3 separate regions of the Mus musculus genome follow, and regions 2 and 3 are each linked to region 1. The links are chromatin contacts, called in public Hi-C and HiChIP or PLAC-seq maps. All regions are on one chromosome and are shown on one strand. The core of a region is the stretch at or near the end of the contact, and the rest is flanking DNA. Distances in the headings are between cores, read along the strand shown. Region 1 holds the start of Cers6 (ceramide synthase 6). Region 2 has its middle 16 kb from the start of Gm36174. Region 3 overlaps Gm36231 (a long non-coding RNA gene).

Region 1 (3,180 bases), core at 275-2,774:
CCAGGAAGCTTAGCTGCTATTTCAGGCAACAAAAGACACAAAAGATACATTCTGACATTCTCAATAATGGATTTAGGCAAACCAACAGTAAACAAGATAGCAGCAGCCTGAGCAACAGCCAAGGTGAGCTGGAGGCAGGGAAGGGAGGTTAGAGTAGAAATGGATATTTGTGATCTAAGAAATCAGCCTTCGCTGATGAATGGAGGTGGGAGGAGGAAAGAGGAAGGCGATTTTTTTTTCAGTTAAAAGAAAGAAGTGTGCGGTGCTGATTTTGTTTCACGAGTAAGTGTTGAATGCACAGCAGGCAAGATCTAGTTCTGTGACTTAAGGCTGACTCAGTGAGAGTAGCACAAGTTTGTGTGCAGTTACAATGGCGAGATCTAACCAAATCGAGGACTCATACCAAAAATTATGAGACAATTCTTTTAACGTTTCAAGTGTCTTCCGGTACCAGCAAGACGCTTATGATTAGTCACGGGGTCCTACTATCGATTCAAATGACTATTTCGAGGGGCACCGGTCCTGTTCTGCCCTCTTTTAAAGAAACCAGTAGCGATCCGGAGTGCTGTCGTCACCTATTTCCCAGGACCCAGGGCCTAAAACTCCGTGTCACGGATGGAAGCCAGGGAGCAAGCTAAAGCCAAAGGTCCGAGCAAATTCTTCTGCAGCGCGGCCCGCGTGCGTGCAAGAGTGGAAGGGCTGGAAGTGTGTGCGCTCCTCCTCCCTCCGGGCCGCGCGTCCCCATCGTTCCAGGCTGTCAGGTGGGTGGCGGCGAGCCTCGGAGGAGAAGCCCAATCTGGAAGCGCCTAGTGCCGGCTCGGAGGGAGCCGGCCGAGCCCTCGGCGCAGCGGTTCCCCGCGGCCAGCCTCCGCTCACCTTTGTTCGCCGACCCTCTCTAGGAGGAGGAAGCCGGGAAAGGAGGAGCGCGGGCGGTGACCAAGCGCCCTGCCGCCCCTTCGTGGCGCCCCGGAGGAAATCCGCGGTCGAGTTGGACCCTCTCTAGCTCCCTAGAAGTCAGCCTGGCCGAGGGATCGGGACCCCACAGAGAACACAAAGGTTGGGAGGTGTGAGCCCAAGCGCGGGGGCGTGCGCCACGGAGCAGGCGAGTGTGCACGCGTGTGCGTGTGTGCGGGAGAGCAGGCACTTCGGCCCTTCTTACCTCTCGAAGATGAGCCGCACCATGAAGATGCAGAAGGCCAAGGGGAAGGCAAGGTAGAGGTCCTCCGCCTGCGGAAAGGTGGCTTCCTCCGTGTTCTTCAGGTCTGCCCAGGTGACATTGTGCGGAAGCCAAAACCGCTCGTTCCAGAACCAGGCTAAGATCCCTGCCATCTTGCTTTGTCCACTCCGGTGTCGCTGCTCCCGCGCTCCTCCGAGCTCTCTGCAGCTCAGGGCACTGGGGATGCGCGCTGGGTTGGCCGGGAGCCTTTGCCGCTGCCGCTCCGCCTGCCGCCGCCTCCTCTGTGGCCGCTGCACTCTCAGGCTCCGCGATCCGCTCCACTCCTCCCTCTGGCCGCGCTGGGAAAAGGGCCGCCTCGCCTGTCACGTGGCAGCCTGGCCGCACGCCCTGATTGGCTAGTGTTCCCGTCAAGCACCGAGGCACACGCGGCCGGCTCGCCCACGCCCTGGGAGCTGCGGGCCGCGCTCTGGCTCTGGACCCGCACCTGGAGCGCGTCCCGCACCTCTGTCCCAGCCCCAAGTTGGGTCGCACCTGGTTAGAACGCCAGCTCCTGCCCCACTGGAGTGTCTGCGCTCTTGTCCTCTTCCTGAGCGCAGGGAGGCGAAAAGGAGCCTGGCAGGGGCCGAGCTTCCAGAGAGAGCCCTGCGCTGAAAAAGAACCCCAGAAGAAGAAGTAGGGGGCGCAAAGGCGAAGGAGGAAGGAGTGGGAGGGGAAGGATCATCCTCTCCAGTGCTAAAAGAAAATCAGGAACTGGGGCTGGATGATTTGGCAAGAGACTTCTGCCTCCGACCCGCACCTCACCCCCCTCCTTGACCTTCCTGGCACGTTTTACACTACTGCTTCCCCTTGAGCTGGGTCCCCCAAGGAACAAGGCTCCTAATTTTGATTTATGAAGTAGCACAAGAAATTAGGCATTTATGATTGATTAATGAATTGCTTGATGATGGTGTCTAATGGTGATAGCAGCTAGTAACGGCAGCATTATGGGGAACTGCGCCAGTAACCTCTGAAAATACTGTGGGAACCACATTTTGACTTGGTAGATAATGGGGGCAGGAGTATTTATTCCTCCTCTCCCTGCCTTTAAACCAAACTCTCAAGGCCTCCTGATTCTCACCTCCTGTTCTTTATTGAACTTCCATTCATGCCTTCCCCACCCAATGAAGTCACTCAAGGTCAGCTGTGATTGCAAAGGTCAGTTCCTGCCTTAATTCAGGCTGTTTGTTTTGACATATGGCTCAATCAATGAAAATGCGTTCCTCATACTTGCAGAGGCAAAGTCCAAAGCCAAAGTTCTAGGCAATCTAAGGGGTGGCAAAGACACCCTTCCTGGACTCTTCCTGACAGGTGATTGTCTTCGCAGAGAATTTCTTGTTGCAGAGACAGAGAGACTGCACCCGTGTGTCATCTGACTAGGGCTCCAACCAAGGTTTCATCCTCATAAGTTAATTACATCCCAAGATTTCATTCTCATAAACTAATTACATCCCAAGGGCTTAGCCTCCAAATGCCAGTGCACTGAATTTGGGGAGAACACATTCAGTCCCTAGCAGTTCTCTTTGGATGGTCGATGACTACTCTCTCCTCCAGACCTGTCCTTCCTGTGGTCACGGCTCAGTCCAAAAGGAAGCAGCCACTTTCCTCTTGCTTGCATACTTCCTTTCTAACATCACAAATTCATCCAAGTCATTTTATAAACCATTACCTTACACCCTCCACTACCTGTTTGGCTACCAGCTGATCTAAACTGCCGTACCATTTCACATCTGAGCAGTCCCCATCACCACTCAAACCCCAGTTCTGCCTGTGTCCCATTACTGTCCTCTCTTGGCCATAGTGCTCAGGTTGAAATGTTTGTCCCACAATTCCAGTACTTAAACCTGCTTTAGCTCTGTTCTCCCCCAAGCAGAAGTCAAAGCCATTATGTCTTAAGACATTTGGTTCCTTATTATCTCTCTGATCTCGTGTGTTCTCTTCCCTCGGGGCTCCCTGCTCTTTACAAA
Region 2 (3,180 bases), core at 321-2,820, 55 kb after region 1:
CACATCCTAAGGACTCGGAAACAACTCTGGTGTTTGTTGTGAGTCTTTCTGCGTCTAGACCAAGGACTGTGTGGAGCTGTGCTCGCCCTGCAGCCTGGGGAGGACAATTTGCACCCTTGTCTCCTTTGACCTTTAGAGGTCACCTTCTGGGTCTCAGATTTTGACCCCCTTTCTTCCTCTGACTCCATGGCCATTCCGTTTTGCTCCTTCAGGATTTGATCTTGTCTTCCTCCTTCAAAAACCCTCCAGGTGAAAGCACTGAACTTTCCAGGATAAAACAGGATGCTCTCTGATGATCAGGATGCTCCCAGTTGAATCACAACAACATGATCTCCTTTGTCACAAAAGGTAACATCCCCCAGGTCCTAAGGTTAGGTTACAGCTGTTGGGAGGGCTGTTAATCTGATTGCCACACAACCTCAAAACAGCTTCATGCTATAAAGATCTTATTTTCTTTCTCCTAGAAGCCCTTGCCTTGATAATTTACTATTTTTTTTTGTAGTACAAGTACAAAATCCCTACCAAGACTCAGACTGCAATGTTTAAGCCAGTGCATTAGAATACACACACACACACACACACACACACACACATATATATATGAATATTATTCAATGTTTACTTTAAAGGCAAAATTATTCTGAGACTGAGTGTATTCCACTTCCTTTTTTCACTACTTTTTTTTTTCTTCCTGCCGCAATTGTTGTTTATAATCTGAAACGCCTTGAGCAGATATTAAAATTCAGTAATTCTCTCAGGTTTTAAAGATATGCATTGTATTGGCTGCCACTGAATATAAACATATGCTCAAATAAGCTCATTAGAAATAGAGTAAGTCTCAAGGATGATACATTTAAATGATAATTCATCAAGCATTGCTGATGGACTGCGCTTGATATTTTAAAATGTGGTACAAATGGAAGAAAAGGGAATCAGCCCTAGTATAACTATGTTCAAAAGCAGAAGGCTGCGATCATTAGACTTTTGTTATACTTATAAAAGTACAAAACAGCTTTACTTATAAATGCTACTTGTCATGAAAAAGGTTCTAACCCCATCCCCTGAAAAAGGAACCTTTATTTTTTTTATGTTCATGTTCTTTCTAACTACATCAAGTCTCCATGCCCTAGTTTATAGAACACTTGATGGAAAATGAAATGCCCATTGGTGATAACCCACACAGCCAGAGCTACCATTGCAAAGGATGGTTGTGATTTACAGGCCTGGGAGATGATCCAGACAGGAAAGAAAAAGACAATACGGGATTTGCTTGACAACCTGCTTTAAAAGCAAATGACAGGAACAATTTTTCTCATTCTTTTACGAGCCCAATACACATACGTGCTCATTAGTAGGCTGATGTGCAGTGCCTTGCGATTGCCCCTTTGTAACTTGGGAATATTAATGAAGTCTTTGTAGAATATGCAGCCACTAATTACTACTGAGCCCCTCCATTCTTGTCTCAGTCTTACGTGTTGCTGTTTTCCTTCCTCAGCCGGCCTCCTGAGTTTGGCAGAGGATTTTGTTCACCATCTTCCTGTGTGTTTATAACCACTTCTCTGGCACAGCCTTTTTGCAGCCCTCAGAGAACCTCAGACATTACGGACTGCACTCTCCCACTGATACGCTCTCTCCACCTCCTCTCTCTGCTCGTTATTTTCATATGATTCTCAGTGATATCCTGCCAATGTTTTAGTTGCCTGGGAAACTTTCTGAAGATACCTTTCCAAACGATATTATCTTGGCAGAAAGAGTCACATGCTGGAAGATGGGTTTGCTTATTTTAGGAAAAAAAAAAAAGTAAGACACACACACAGGAAATACTACGATTGTGTCGAAGTTTCCTGATCGGAATATTTCTCTTCCAATGAAGAGAAGCTAGAGAGGTCAGGCATGGAGGAGTGTACAATTCCTCAGTGACTGTTCCTTCTAGCTGATGCTTTCCTGAGGCATTCTGGGCAGCCAACCAAGTGGGATGATTTCTGAGCTCTGCAAAGTTGCTCAGTTCCAGACATTTCTCAGGGGCTCTCTGGTAAAGATGTTGTTTCCAGAACAACGTGGGACGGGCTTTACTTATTGCCATTCATGATGTCCTGACAGAGAGAATGCCCTAAGGGAATTCATGACAGATTAGTCCTTGATGGAAAAGAAACAAACAAATGACTGATTAGGACAAGCAGCTGAGCAAAATCCAGAGGAGAGTGAGTGGGGGAGGGCACCATGCAAGAAGGGAGTTAGTGGTTTAATGTTCTTTAAAGGAAAGGAAAAGCAAGAACACTTTAGGGACATTGCACAATTTTACACACACACACTCATGCATAAACACACTCACACACACTTACACTCACACACACACTTACACTCACACACACACTCATGTACAAACACACTTGTACACACATACACTCATATACACACACTCACACACACATACTCATGCACAAACATGCTCACATACATACACTCATGCACACACATACACACACACTCACACACACTCATGCAAACACACTCACATACATACACACACACTCACACACACTCATGCACAAACACACACACACATACACTCATACAAACACACACACACACACACACACACACACACACACACACACACTACTGTTCCCTACTGTTCCCTCAAAGTTTTGTATTAGTGATTTGCATACTTGTAGGCCAGGGCCATCAATGAATTTCAGCCACCTAGAGCAATAGTGTCTTACATTTTTACTTTTCATGCCCAAATGTTTTCAAAACATGATTTCCCCCTGCCCTCAGCCATGGGAAACCACCAACCCACTGTCTGACTTTATGAATTTGAGTACTACATTGTCGTATGTAATTGGAATGATGCAGCAATGTTTACCTTCTTGTGAGTTGCTTACTTCAACTAGCGTGATCACTTCAAGTTTAGAATGTTCGCGGGCCTGTATTGAACTTTTCTTTCCAAAGCTGAGAAAATGCTCGGGCCAAGAAGAAGTCTGGAATTTCTCTCTCTCTCTCACACACACACACACACACACACACACTCCCTCTCTCTCTCACTCTCTCTCTAATAAATACAGTTATAAAAAAACTAAATGTATGGCAAAAAAAATCAACAAACACAAAGGCTTTAAATCTTCCTCCCCTTACCCTCAGATGCCTAATTTCTCTTTCTAGTTATGATTCATTTCTTGT
Region 3 (3,180 bases), core at 273-2,772, 36 kb after region 1:
GCCTCCAGCAAAAACACCTAGTGCTAAGACAGCCACCATCCAAGGCCATGAGTGAAATACAATATGGAGCATGTGTGTTTTTTCCTGTGAATTCCACGGGCGACAACAGTGCAGTGTATAGTCCAAGAGCACAGAACTGAGGACTGAATATCCATATCACAACAGAATGCTAAGGGTGATGAATATGCTGAGCCCATAGTTTTATTGTCATACAAGATGAGTGATGAATTCAACTGTCACGCTGTACCCCACAAATACACAGTCATTGTGTATTTATTGAAAGTGACAATGTATCCTGACCATGGACTGCCCTCCCTCTCCTCCTCCCAGTGCATCACACACACACACACACACACACACACACACACACACACACACACACACACAACTTCACTTTTCTTCAGAAAAGAGAACCTCTTGGGAATATCAACAGGACATGACATAACAAGATGCAATAAGACCAGGCACAAACTCTCCTGTCAAGCCTGGGCTAGGCAAACTAGTAGGAGGGAAAGAGTCCTAAGAGTGGGCAAAGGAATCGAGACACTCCCCCATTGTTAGAAGTCCAACAAAACCCTCCAAGCTAAACAACCACAGCATATGTGCTCCGTGATAGCTACATCAGTCTCTGTGAGCCCCTATAAGCCCTACTTAGTTAATTCTGTGGACCCTGTTCTCCTGGTGTCTTATCCCACTGGCTCCTCAATTCCAACCCCCCCATTACCCCCCCCCCCCCGCAGAATTTCCCCAAGCTCCTCCTAATGTTTAACTGTGGGTCTCTAAATGCCAATTAGTTTAGACTGCCACCAGGACTCTCCTGAGATGAAATTCAAGTAATTCCCCCACTCCTTTCCTAATGGAATATCAGTCCCTAATTGTATTGGAAAGGAGAAATGTAAAGATGGCAGTTTGTAAATTCACATGATTGGTACAGCCCTGCTGTTGTGTCTTTCCCAACCTCTGTCTTCCGGGAAGCAGAGAAAAGCCCCACCTTCAGCTTCCACAGCAGGAGGGAGGCAGGCTCTGCCTCATTGCAGCCTAGGTTAAGTCCCTGATCTTGATTAGCCTGAATGGAAAGATAGGCGCAGAGAGGACCTAGCTAAATCTTCCCACAGAAGTGAAGCATGGTGGGGTCAGGGAGCAGCGTCCCCACTCTAAGGAGGAGGCGTGGGCTTGGAGGCTTCAGACGAGAAGTTGGATCTGATCAGGCCTTGAGGGACGAGAAGACCAGTGCGGTGTGAGTAGGGGTGTGTGGAGGAATAGGCAGGAGGGGAAGTAACCAGAGCTAGAAAGAGGAAGTAATGAGAGCTAGACTGTTAACAGGAGGGACCAGTGCAGGGCTGGGGGTCCAAGTTCACTAGTGTGGAGACCCTTGAGAGGCCAAAAACTAAAGGCAGGGGTGAATCTTACCACAGCCCAATTCATTACCAACCTAGGAAATATTCCAGCCTGGGCATCACTAAAGCCCTTTTCAACTGATCTTCATATAAACACTGAGACCTGTCTTCCTTTTTCAAGATTGAGGAAATTTTTTACCCTCCCTTTCTCAACCTCCCTAATGCTGTCACCCTTTAATACAGTTCCTTATGTTCTGGTGACCCCTCCCCCAACCATAAAAGTATTTTGTGGCTAATTTTACTACAGTTATAAATTAATGTAAATATCTGTTTTCCTATGGTCTTGGGTCTTTTTAAAAGATTTATTCTTCTCTTATACAATACATCCTGACCACAGGCTCCCCTCCCTCCCCTCCTCCCAGTGTCCCCTCCCCCACATCCTCCCTAAGTTCCTCTTCAGAAAAGAGATCTCTCAGGGATATCAACCAGAGGTAGCATAAACCCTGTGAAAGAGGTGATGACCCACAGGTTGAGAGGCGCTGCCCTAAGGCATCCTCTGAAGCCATAATACCTAAAATACACTTCTGTTTCAGTACTACCATGTTTTATTGAGACATGCGTTTGTTCTCTTCCTCTTCCATCTGGAAAATATTTTAAAATAAGAAAGACCCAGTGTAGCCAGGCGTGGTGGCGCACGCCTTTAATCCCAGCACTTGGGAGGCAGAGGCAGGCGAATTTCTGAGGCCAGCTTGGTCTACAGAGTTCCAAGACAGCCAGGGCTACACAGAGAAACCCTGTCTCGAAAAAAAAAAAAAAAAGAAGAAGAAGAAGAAGAAAGACCCAGTGTAATTGTATGTTCCTAGTACCAAATAAATAACTAGCTCATAAATAGCCCATGCAATGCATGTGCATTGAATAAACGTTGGTGGCTGCTGTGTCCTTGTTTCCGGTGTCATTTCCTGGCCACTGCTCCCAGCACAGTGCTTTGGCTCACAGTCAGTAGTCAGTGACTGTCTGATAGAACTTACACTAGAGAAGCAGCTAAGATAGTTACAATGACCTTTCCAAGTCTTTAGCATACAACTCCAAAGGTATGCATTAGAGCCCAATGAACTTAAATGTCTCAGCTCCACAAGGCCTCTTTCTTATCTAGGTCTTAACATTAGAGGCACATGCAAGATAGATTCCTGACATTCAAACTTCCTTTCAAACCACCCCAACATGATTAGCACGAGTCCATTAGAATCTACTTCCACAGGACACAAGGCAAAGACTTTCCCCAAAACATAGGAAGCCTTAAGGTGAATGGAACACAAAGCCACACAGACCCAAGCCCGTGTCCTAGCACCTTCAGGCATGAATCTTTGCTCCATTGCTCAGCTTGCTCTCAGGCTCCTTCCCCTCTTTAAGCCTTGGCGTCGTCATGTAGAGCATACAGATAATAAAGGTACTCACTGTGTGAGGTTCTTGTAAAGATTAAAATGAGAGGTCATAACATTTTACACCATTAAAAGAATGTCTATTGCAGGAGGCCCTTAACAATTGTCACCGCTTTCCCCTTCCATATACGCTTACAATGTCACTGGCTTGGCACATGTCCGTCCACGTAAAGACAGGCATGAGAGAAAGCACATTTGAACGGTTTAAAAAACAACTTTGAAAACATCTTTTAATTGCTCCGGGGGAAGGTCATTGTCTGGCTCCTTTAAGAAGAAAAAGACAGATTTTAGCTTTTAATAAAGCTGAGCTTCCTGTGAGAGTATAGCAACCTGGTTACCAGGGAAATGTTTTGTTTTTCTTTTCTATACCGAGAAAGAAGCAATCATGTATTTACACGTCAATT

Evidence for each region. Hi-C and Micro-C count contacts between places; a contact is called where the count stands out from the background. HiChIP or PLAC-seq counts read pairs in DNA pulled down with a chosen protein or histone mark.
Region 2: a contact with region 1 is called in a Hi-C map of uterus, with 5 times the contacts expected there. The contact joins the enhancer-like site here to the promoter of Cers6 in region 1. A contact is called at or near these places in 9 of 39 promoter capture datasets (the 3T3-L1 cell line, 3T3-L1-derived adipocytes, the HPC-7 cell line and 4 more), 37 of 484 Hi-C or Micro-C datasets (adipose-derived mesenchymal stem cells, beige adipocytes, bone marrow-derived macrophages and 21 more), 16 of 115 datasets of contacts at active chromatin or transcription factors (CD8 T cells, the HPC-7 cell line, the SCID.adh cell line and 11 more) and 3 of 9 other capture datasets (adipose tissue, liver and pancreatic islet).
Region 3: an H3K4me3 HiChIP or PLAC-seq map of bone marrow-derived macrophages shows a contact between it and region 1, with 3 times the contacts expected there. The contact joins the enhancer-like site here to the promoter of Cers6 in region 1. A contact is called at or near these places in 5 of 39 promoter capture datasets (the 3T3-L1 cell line, liver, macrophages and 1 more), 13 of 484 Hi-C or Micro-C datasets (the Ba/F3 cell line, LSK cells, bone marrow-derived dendritic cells and 10 more), 11 of 115 datasets of contacts at active chromatin or transcription factors (the HPC-7 cell line, the SCID.adh cell line, bone marrow-derived dendritic cells and 4 more) and 1 of 9 other capture datasets (adipose tissue).

What each region holds. Positions count from the first base shown.
Region 1 is chr2:68,859,785-68,862,964 of GRCm38.p6, reverse strand. Cers6 (ceramide synthase 6) reads right to left here and starts at 1,524. Exons shown (of 10, transcript NM_172856.4): 1 at 1,160-1,524. The coding sequence starts at 1,329.
Region 2 is chr2:68,804,926-68,808,105 of GRCm38.p6, reverse strand. No RefSeq gene overlaps it. Among named protein-coding and RNA genes, the nearest start is that of Gm36174, 16 kb to the left of the region's middle. Within about 2 kb of position 1,570, at least 52 of the 459 cell types and tissues checked have an H3K27ac peak or open chromatin away from gene starts, as enhancers often do. A contact at or near this core is called in adipose tissue, beige adipocytes, cortical neurons and 4 more, where this site is marked.
Region 3 is chr2:68,823,638-68,826,817 of GRCm38.p6, reverse strand. The region is part of intron 3 of Gm36231 (a long non-coding RNA gene); the gene reads left to right. It overlaps Gm36174 (a long non-coding RNA gene), which reads right to left. Exons shown (of 3, transcript XR_374615.1): 3 at 2,980-3,040. Among named protein-coding and RNA genes, the nearest start is that of Gm36174, 2.8 kb to the right of the region's middle. Within about 2 kb of position 1,522, at least 87 of the 459 cell types and tissues checked have an H3K27ac peak or open chromatin away from gene starts, as enhancers often do. A contact at or near this core is called in the Ba/F3 cell line, the HPC-7 cell line, LSK cells and 8 more, where this site is marked.